Regions from separate parts of the Mus musculus genome. Here all the other regions are linked to region 2. Evidence: chromatin contacts called from public ChIA-PET data. All regions are on one chromosome and are shown on one strand. The core of a region is the stretch at or near the end of the contact, and the rest is flanking DNA. Distances in the headings are between cores, read along the strand shown.

Region 1 (2,926 bases), core at 95-2,594, 660 kb before region 2:
AAGAGCACTCAGTGCTCTTAACCGCTGAGCCATCTCTCCAGCCTTGGAACACTGTCTTAAAAACAAAACAACAAAGCCGGGCGTGGTGGCGCACGCCTTTAATCCCAGCACTCGGGAGGCAGAGGCAGGTGGATTTCTGAGTTCGAGGCCAGCCTGGTCTACAGAGTGAGGTCCAGGACAGCCAGGGCTACACAGAGAAACCCTGTCTTGAAAAAACCAAAAAAAAAAAAAACCAACAACAACAATAACAACAATACCCCAACCACCCCTCAAAACAAACAAACAAACAAAACAAAAAAGAAAGAAAAGTGAACATTTCAGTGAGCACTGGATGCTATTTGCCCTCCAGTCGCATCTATGTATATATCCCAGGAAAGGTATTTTTAATTTTTAAATTTTTTTATTTTTCTATTTTTTACCGTTGTCTGTTTTTATTTCAGAACTTTGTTCCTAGATCTTACTTTGTGTTCAAAGTGGTCTTGGTATGCAGCCCAGGCTGGCCCAAGCTTGTTATCCTCATGCCTTAGTGCCTCGAATGCTGGGATGACAGGTGTATACTGCCATGGCTAGCATCCATAGCAAGGTTGAACTTAAAGAGCACAGCATCCTAAGCTGGGAGGTATCTGCTACTGCTATACTTAGTGGTTTTTGAACAAGTGGTACTAAGATATTTGGGGGCTGGGAATATAACTCAATAGAGAGCTTTTCTGGAATGCTTAAAGCCGGGGTTCAATTCCCGGCATTGACTAGTCGTGGTAGTGCTTGTCTGTTACTCTAACCTCAGAAGGTAAAAGCAGAAAGATCCAAGAAGTTCAGGGTCATCCTTAGCTACATCGCCAATTCTTTTTTTTTTTTTTTTTAAAGATTTATTTATTATTATATGTAAGTACACTGTAGCTGTCTTCAGACACACCAGAAGAGGGAGTCAGATCTTGTTACAGATGGTTGTGAGCCACCATGTGGTTGCTGGGATTTGAACTCTGGACCTTTGGAAAAGCAGTTGGGTGCTCTTAGCCACTGAGCCATCTCACCATCCCTTTTTTTTTTTAAAGTCTTTTTTTTTTTTAAGATTTATTTATTATTATATGTAAATACACTGTAGCTGTCTTCAGACACTCCAGAAGAGGGAGTCAGATTTTGTTACAGATGGTTGTGAGCCACCACGTGATTGCTGGGATTTGAACTCTGGACCTTCGGAAGAGCAGTCGGGTGCTCTTACCCACTGAGCCATCTCACCAGCCTACATCGCCAATTCAAGGCCAGCCTGGTCTACATATGACCCTGTCTCAAAACCAAAACTAACCACAAAAATAAAAACCAAATGATGTCACACTTCCTCTTTAACCCTAAATGATACCATGTGAAAGTTGCAAGTGTGGACTTCCTCTGCAGTATACTTGTGGGCTTTCCAGTGAGTGCTGTAGAAGTACCCAGCAATACATCCTGTTAACCGAGGGTGATACGTCCTTCCAAGATATAGTTCACACCAGTTCATTGTTTTCTTTTGACTGGTGTGCATGATGATGAACGCCTAACGGACTGTGGCTGCTCCTCTACAGAGATCTCACTAGACGGACATGTCTTGCCAAAGGGGCATTAGATCTTAGATGCCACACTCTTATTGGGGATGAGGCTACAAAGTGTTAGGAGGTCCCAGCAAGCACAAGGACCCTGGACTTGATTTCCAGCACTAAGCAACCAAGCACACAAGCACATAACCAACCATCAGCAAGAAAGATCTTGATGTCAAAATTTACTGAGGAATGTTGCTGTAAATGAACCATAAAAATTTTTCAACAGTTAAATTGTTAAGTAGCAAGATGAAAAGTTACATGAAAATTGTAATTGTTATGTGATTCGTTCCCCAGGAGACAAACTCTGAGGTGGAAATACAAATGCAGGAAGCTTATTGTTAGAGAGTATAAGAACCGAGGAGGTAGGGCTGAGCAGAAGCTAATCTGAGCTGTACGGTGGGAAGGCCCTGTACAGTGGCCCTGTGCGGTTCCTTCATGTAGCCCTGGAGCTGGGATGATGCTCTGGAGCCCCAAGAGGCTCTTCCCTATGTAATCCAGACATTCTTTTCCCTCCTCCTCCTCCTCCTCCTCCTCCTCCTCCTCCTCCTCCTCCTCCTCCTCCTCCTCTTCTCTCTGCAGGTGCAAGCCTTTTCTTTCTCTTCCTCTGGCCCTCATGGCGACTCCTCTGGCTTAATCCTTGGGGCCAGGGAATTTGTCCATGTGCAGCTTCCCAATAAACCTACCTTCAGTATAATCTGGTTTGAATTGGCTCATCTCACTGGTGGCCGAGAAATAACCTATCAATAACCAGCTCCCATAAGTTGTCTTCTGACCTCTACACACTTCCTCTAATATATATTGGACATGCATATCTAAAAATAGTTGTGGTGTAGTAGCCATGCGTATTGGCAGGAAGGAAACAAGCTCTGTGAGGTAAAAATGGAAGTCAAGCCCCTACTGGGGGGAAAACTTCTGACCAAGCCTCCTTTGTTGTTGTTTTCCCAAGATAGAGTTTCCCAGTGTAACAGCCATGGCTGTCCTGGAACTCACTTTGTAGACCCGGCTGGTTCGAACTCACAGAGGTCCTTTGTCTTCTGAGTGCTGGGATTAAAGACAGTTTTCTTGCGTATTTAAACACAATGGAACTTTTGAAATTATCACAATAAAACTTCAGGCTGGGCTACAAGCAAACTCCCCTGCTAAGCCCATCCGGTTTGCTCTTACCTGTGACCTTACCATAAGAATGGGTTCTATTGACTAGCTCCAGGGAGGAAGGATTTGTCATGAACAAAAGGTTCTATTGACTGAGAGGATTGCTCGGCTTTTGGGGGGTGGGGGGTGGGGATTCAGGTAAAGGCTGGCTTCATAGACTAGTAAAAGATCTCCAGGTATTAGCACGGCCATTCAGAGGC
Region 2 (3,085 bases), core at 254-2,753:
TTGGGTTTAACTATTAACAAATGAACTGCATCTCATTTGTACATACATTTCATTTGGGTGTACATATTTATTTTTTCAAAACAGAGTATCTGAGTAGTCCTGGCTGTCTTGGAACTTACTTTGTAGACCAGGCTGTCCTTAATCTCAGAGACCCTCCTGCCTCTGCTTCCAAGTTCTAGGATTAAAGACATGCACCACCACTGCCTGGCTCTGTATTGGTTTTATTAAAAATTCCAAACAATATGCAAGACCTACTATACTCTGCACCAACAGGTCTGACTGACCCAAAAGGAGATGATGGAAACCATGGCCTGGGAGGTACAGACAATTACTTGAAAGGGATGGTTAATACAGTGATTTCAGACAGTAAGAAGGCTTGCCAATATATCTTTTTCATGATGTTCTTGCTAGAAAGGTGAAATTGCAGGAGCCTGAGTCTGAACACTCTTGGAGCTTTGTGGTTATGGTAGCAGTTCAGAAAGGCTCCTGGGGACAAGACAGGTGCTACAAGCCAAGCAAGCTTATGGATCTGAACCACCAGTCCAAGAATCTGGTCAAAATTCAGATTTTCTTTACAAAATATGCTATATGTTTTATTATTCTCACACTTTTCAACTATTAAAAGACAAAAACTAAAAATATATAAATATTTTAAAGGAACTATTTATTTTTATATACATATGTAAGCAACAGTTAAAAAAAAATACTACAGCCGGGCATGGTGGTGCATGCCTTTAATCCCAGCACTCGGGAGGCAGAGGCAGGTGGATTTCTGAGTTCGAGGCCAGCCTGGACTACAGAGTGAGTTCCAGGACAGCCAGGGCTACACAGAGAAACCCTGTCTCGAAAACAAACAAACAAACAACAAACAAAAAACCCTACATAAATCAGCCCTTTAGGTTCTACCAGAAAATATCCTTTCCCCTTAAACTAGAGGTGATTTATATCCTGAATTTTATGTTGTCATGTTTTAAAGTTCTTTATAGTTTTACCACTAATGAAGACTTCTCTAAAAAATGCCTAACTGTAAGATTCAGATTTTTAATAGTGATAAACAAAAGGGAATACTTATGAAAAAGTAAATAACAAGACTATATATATATATATATATATATATATATATATATATAGTTCTCAACTAGTGTGTCATGACCCCTTTTGGGGATTGAATGTTTTTTTCAAAGGGGTCACCTAAGACCATTGGAAAACATAGATATTTATGTCATGATTCATAACAGTAGCAACATTACAGTTATAAAGTAGCAAGGAAAATAATTTATGGTTGAGGAATCACCACAGCATGAGGTATTAAACTACATTAAAGGCTCACAGCATCAGGAAGGTTGAGAACTACTGGTATATATCAATGATTTAAAAATTAAATTTGCAGTTGATTGTCAGTGTTTGGTTATATGTATTTTTTTTATGCCTGTATCTCTTGAACATTAAAATCTCTCAAGCGAAAAGGAGTTGTGGGTGGAAAGAGTTCAGCATGTTCTGTCTTGCCCTGTAGCATCCTGTTGTACGCCACAGATACTACGGTCTTGTGATTTCTATTTTACTTTCTTTGTTCCCTTTAGGAAGGGACTTAATTTACTAGTATTTGAGAAAAACACGCACAGGACTTAGTCTTCACTCGTTGACTTTGTCTCCATTCTGTTCTCATTTCTTGAAAGGACTCAGGTCCAAAGACAAAAGGAGCTCACTGTTAGCTGATCAAGCAGAGTCTAGTGTACCACATTTCCTATTTCTTACCCTGTGTCAGGGGCTGTAGAATGACTGATGGCTTCCTCACCTTATTCTCCCTGATGCTCTCTTATCAGTTTCTCTTGATGCCTCTTCAAGGGACTTACATCCCCTGCCTTGTGGCTGGCAGAGAAATACTTTGACCCTCTTACTTAGTCTTCCATTCCAAACCTCAATCCGGCCCTTAGCAGTCTTGCTTTGTGCCCATACCCTTTGCTTCTTTCTTCAGAGTTCCCTTGTTTCTGTTGTAGTTTATCAGGTTGTTAGCCCTGTTATGTTCTCTGTTAGGGCCTGGGAGCTTTGGTGTTAGCAGGAAGAGAAGAAGACTTAAAAGGAGGATTTAAAGGTGGTCTGACCACAGGTAGACGTCAGGGGAAAAAAAATTAAAGTGTTTCGCACTTCATAAGTTAACAGTTCTGTAGGTATTTCCTGTGTCATATTGAGGCGGGTAGCCTCCTCTGTCATCAGTCAGATGACTCCAGGAGCAGCAAAAGAAAAAGCTATGCTGAAGGTCACAGTGAAGACCAAACAAGCCTCCATTACCCACATACATAATCTTTATCTGTGCCATCTTGCCCAAAGAGTGCCTTTCAAAAAACAAAACCAATAAATCCCAAGGCGTTGCCTCCAACATTCTCCTCCAGAAGCATCCCACAAGCAGAGAAAAGTGCAAGGAAGCAAATAAAGTTAGCATAACCGAGAGGAGGACTCTGGAAACTTCTAGAAAGAATTGTTCAGAGACACTTTTCAGCAGCCATAAAACTTACAGCAACATAAAAGCCAATTATTCTGAAGGAGGATAAGAGTGGAGAGAGATGAGACATGGGGGAAACTCCAGGGGAAGCGCTTCTGAAAGTTTTAAAATTATATTTATTGGGGCAGGAACTGACAGGCATGTGGAGGTGAGAAGAAAACTTTTTGGGGTCACTTCCCCCCTTCAGTCACATAGATCCCACAGACTAAGTTCAGCTACCAGCCTTGGCCAGAAGTAGCTTTATCCACTAATCCATCTTACTAGCCCACCACAAGTATTTCACGGTGTTCCAGGTGTCTGTGTCATGTTCTTAGTTAAATTCCCAAGCTAGTCCATTAACATAGTCATGACCTTAGTGTAAAAACACACCGTTTAGCATCTCCTGCCAAGTCCAACTCTGAAATCATAGGAATTCAAACCGTTATGCACAACCAGGATTCAAGAACTTCCCATGTTCCTGGTCTGGATCCAGCAGGTGTCTTATCAAACCTAGAAATAAAAGTCTAGTTACTGGAGGGATGCATCCTGGTACTGGTGGAGCTGCAAAGAACCAAGCACAGACTGGCTGCTCTATTTCAAATGTAA
Region 3 (2,971 bases), core at 140-2,639, 600 kb after region 2:
TGGAAGAAAAGGAGGAAGAGAAGATGGCCCTATAAAACTCTGATGTCTAAGAAAACAGAGACCTGGACAGCATAATTTGCCTTGGGTTGAGTTACATAAAGAACCATGTTTTAACTAAGAATAACAAGGCACACAGTTATAATCCCAGCACTTAGAAAACACATATGAATTAAAATGTTACAGGGGAAACTTAAAAGAATAAGGGATCCGGAGCTTGTTATAAAGATCTATGCCCTGGGAATGTTCTAAGATGTATGTCACTTAACCCACTAACACCTTCAGCTGACATACCCTGACTAAAGTACAAAAATAAGAACAACAACATAAGCCTGATGGTGGTGGCACAAGACTTAATCCCAGTACTTGGGAGGCAGATGTAGGCGGGTCTTTGAGTTCAGGGCCAGCCTGATCTACAGAGTGAGTTCTAGGACAGCTGAGGCTACGCAGAGAAACCCTGACTTGGAAGGAAAAAAAATAACCAAAACCTCCAAATTGTTTTTCTTGCCTTTCTAAGCCATGCATAGGTCTCAGAGGCTCCAGTAAACAGCAGTCCTAACAAAGAAAGCATACCTAACACTGTGAGTGAGGCGTTTGCTGAGAGGCCTCCTGCTATATTCTGTGCCATGCAGCTATAGATTCCCATATCTTCTATCTTCACATTGGCAATGAAGAAGACATCATCCTCAGGCATGACATGCATGCGTCTTTCTCGGGCTGCAGGAAAATCAGTGCCACCATCCTTCTGCCAGGAAATCTGAGGTGTAGGGTGCCCCTCTGCAGCACATTCTAATCTTGCCATGGCACCAGTGCGAATAGTTAGATCCATTGGAGTTTTCAAAAAAGACGGCATCTCTGTTCCAAAAACAGTACAGAGAAAGTAGGCAAAAGGAAAACACACATGGACACAAATCTAGCAGGCAGAATTCTGATGTAAAATGCACTATTTCTTTGAGAAACCATATTCTCTGAACTGACAACACAGCGTTGGCAACAGTCTTTCCTACCAGCCCATCAGTATGTGCAGAAAAGTAATACTTCTAGAATACAAGCCATACCCATTCACCATGCTGATGGAAAGAAGGAAATCAGAAAACCAAAAGCTTTTTTGAATGACAGTTTAGAATTCGGTGCTTATTATTCCTCTTTCACTTAGGACAATCAAGTGATGCTTCCCAATCTAACAAGAGCAGATGTTAATAGAACCCGTTTTTGTTTTGTTTCTTTAATTATGTTTTTTTTAAACCTGATTTAGGAAACATCAGAGTGGGTTGTACAGCTGAAGCGTTGTCTCAGTGGTTAAGAGCAGGTGTTGCTCTTGCGGGACTCAGGTCCAACTCCCAGCACCCACAGGGCAGCTTACAACTGTCTGATACTTCAGTCCTGGGAGATCCAATGCCCTCTGTAGGCCTTTGTGGGTACCAGGCATGCATGTGGTGCAAACATAAATGAAGGTAAACCACTAATACCCACAAAACAATAAGATAAAATCTTAAAAAAAGAAAACAGAGCTAGAAATGTTAAAAAAAAAAAAAGAAACACAGGCACAGGGCACACGTACATTGCTCTGCTGTAGCACAGGAGTTACTCAATCTCACAGTAACAGACAGACCAAGCTGCTTTAGAAAAGGTTTTACAACTACCAGGAGAGCTTTATTTTCAAAATGATTTTGGCTATATCCAGAGAGCTACAGACACGACTAGACCCAGAGATGTCCTAAACACCCTCAAGTGTAAACAGTATGAGAGAAAGGAAATCATACTTTTCTGAGAATTGTGGTTTTGGAAAGAAACTGAGACCACAAAAGACTGTCTTTTAACAAACAGAAAAGGAAGTCAAGTATCTCCTAGGGCAAAGGAGAATGCAGGCCAGTGGGCACAAGTGCACCCCTTCCATGTGCCACAGTCACGAGAAAGTAACACTAAGGGCTCCCTCCAAACCTGGGGTATGATCCAATTTTCTTGTCAATTTACATCTAAAATGATTTATAATTGAGACATAATTTAGATGTAAAAAATACTTCAAAGTACTTTTTCCCAACAGCATAGCCAGACAGGCATGGTGATTATTCTAGAAATACATTAAAAAAAAAAAAGCATTTTAAAAGTCCAGTAGCACAATTCCTTACCATTTACAGTCAATTTGGCTTTCTGAGAATAATTAGAACCAAAGTGATTAGTAACAATGCACTGGTATTTCCCTTCATCTGTGAAGTTCACACTGAAGAGGCGCAAGACACTAGTATATTCTAGAGCTTCTCCATCCTGCTGCCGATAACGAACAAAATTCTCAATATCCACATCATACAGGATCTCACTGTCCTTGCGCCATATGGTGGACATGGGTGAATCGCTGCTGCTCACTGCAGTGCACGTCAGTGTCACATTAACACCTCTTAATGCAATTGTGCTTTCAGGGTGTGTCCTTATCTGAGGCTTCAGAAAATCATCTAAAGGGAATAAATGCAACAGTGGCCAAGTCAGTTACATATTTTACCTCAAACCTGATTTTACAACAAAGACTGTAACACTGTAAACTTCTCTCTCTCTCTCTCTCTCTCTCTCTCTCTCTCCCTCCCTCCCTCCCTCCCTCTCTCTCTTTCTTTAAGATTTACTTATTTACTTAATGTATATGAGTACACTGTAGCAGTATACACCAGAAGAGGGCATCAGATCCCATTACAGATGGTTGTGAACCACCATGTGGTTGCTGGGAATTGAACTCAGGAAGAGCAGTCAGTGCTCTTACCCGCTGAGCCATCTCTCCAGCCATGTATGTTTCAGCCCCAGGAGCTATGTTAAGATTGAAGGAGATTCTAGAGCTGGAGTCTAATCTCTTGCTTAAAGCTGAGGAAGATGAACTCCAGAAGTCAAATAGCTTGCTCAAAGGCATCAGGCAGTGACAGAAGGTGTGCTAGAACTCAGGTTCTGGACCTCAGCACCTAGTGCTCTTCCACCATCCCTCAGGACTCTT

What was found. ChIA-PET counts read pairs in DNA pulled down with a chosen protein or histone mark.
Region 1: an RNA polymerase II ChIA-PET map of memory CD8 T cells shows a contact between it and region 2, with 16 read pairs. The contact joins two enhancer-like sites. A contact is called at or near these places in 2 of 39 promoter capture datasets (the 3T3-L1 cell line and the C10 cell line), 1 of 115 datasets of contacts at active chromatin or transcription factors (memory CD8 T cells) and 1 of 9 other capture datasets (pancreatic islet).
Region 3: a contact with region 2 is called in an RNA polymerase II ChIA-PET map of memory CD8 T cells, with 53 read pairs. The contact joins two enhancer-like sites. A contact is called at or near these places in 6 of 39 promoter capture datasets (the 3T3-L1 cell line, cranial neural crest, hippocampal neurons and 2 more) and 3 of 115 datasets of contacts at active chromatin or transcription factors (epiblast stem cells, large pre-B cells and memory CD8 T cells).

Annotation. Positions count from the first base shown.
Region 1 is chr3:103,205,272-103,208,197 of GRCm38.p6, forward strand. No RefSeq gene overlaps it. Among named protein-coding and RNA genes, the nearest start is that of Gm40113, 10 kb to the left of the region's middle. Within about 2 kb of position 1,345, at least 87 of the 459 cell types and tissues checked have an H3K27ac peak or open chromatin away from gene starts, as enhancers often do. A contact at or near this core is called in memory CD8 T cells, where this site is marked.
Region 2 is chr3:103,866,103-103,869,187 of GRCm38.p6, forward strand. All of the region lies in intron 1 of Ptpn22 (protein tyrosine phosphatase, non-receptor type 22 (lymphoid)), which reads left to right. Among named protein-coding and RNA genes, the nearest start is that of Ptpn22, 7.4 kb to the left of the region's middle. Within about 2 kb of position 1,504, at least 51 of the 459 cell types and tissues checked have an H3K27ac peak or open chromatin away from gene starts, as enhancers often do. A contact at or near this core is called in memory CD8 T cells, where this site is marked.
Region 3 is chr3:104,464,917-104,467,887 of GRCm38.p6, forward strand. It overlaps Lrig2 (leucine-rich repeats and immunoglobulin-like domains 2), which reads right to left. Exons shown (of 18, transcript NM_001025067.2): 13 at 2,127-2,447; 14 at 571-852. Among named protein-coding and RNA genes, the nearest start is that of Lrig2, 46 kb to the right of the region's middle. Within about 2 kb of position 1,390, at least 11 of the 459 cell types and tissues checked have an H3K27ac peak or open chromatin away from gene starts, as enhancers often do. A contact at or near this core is called in memory CD8 T cells, where this site is marked.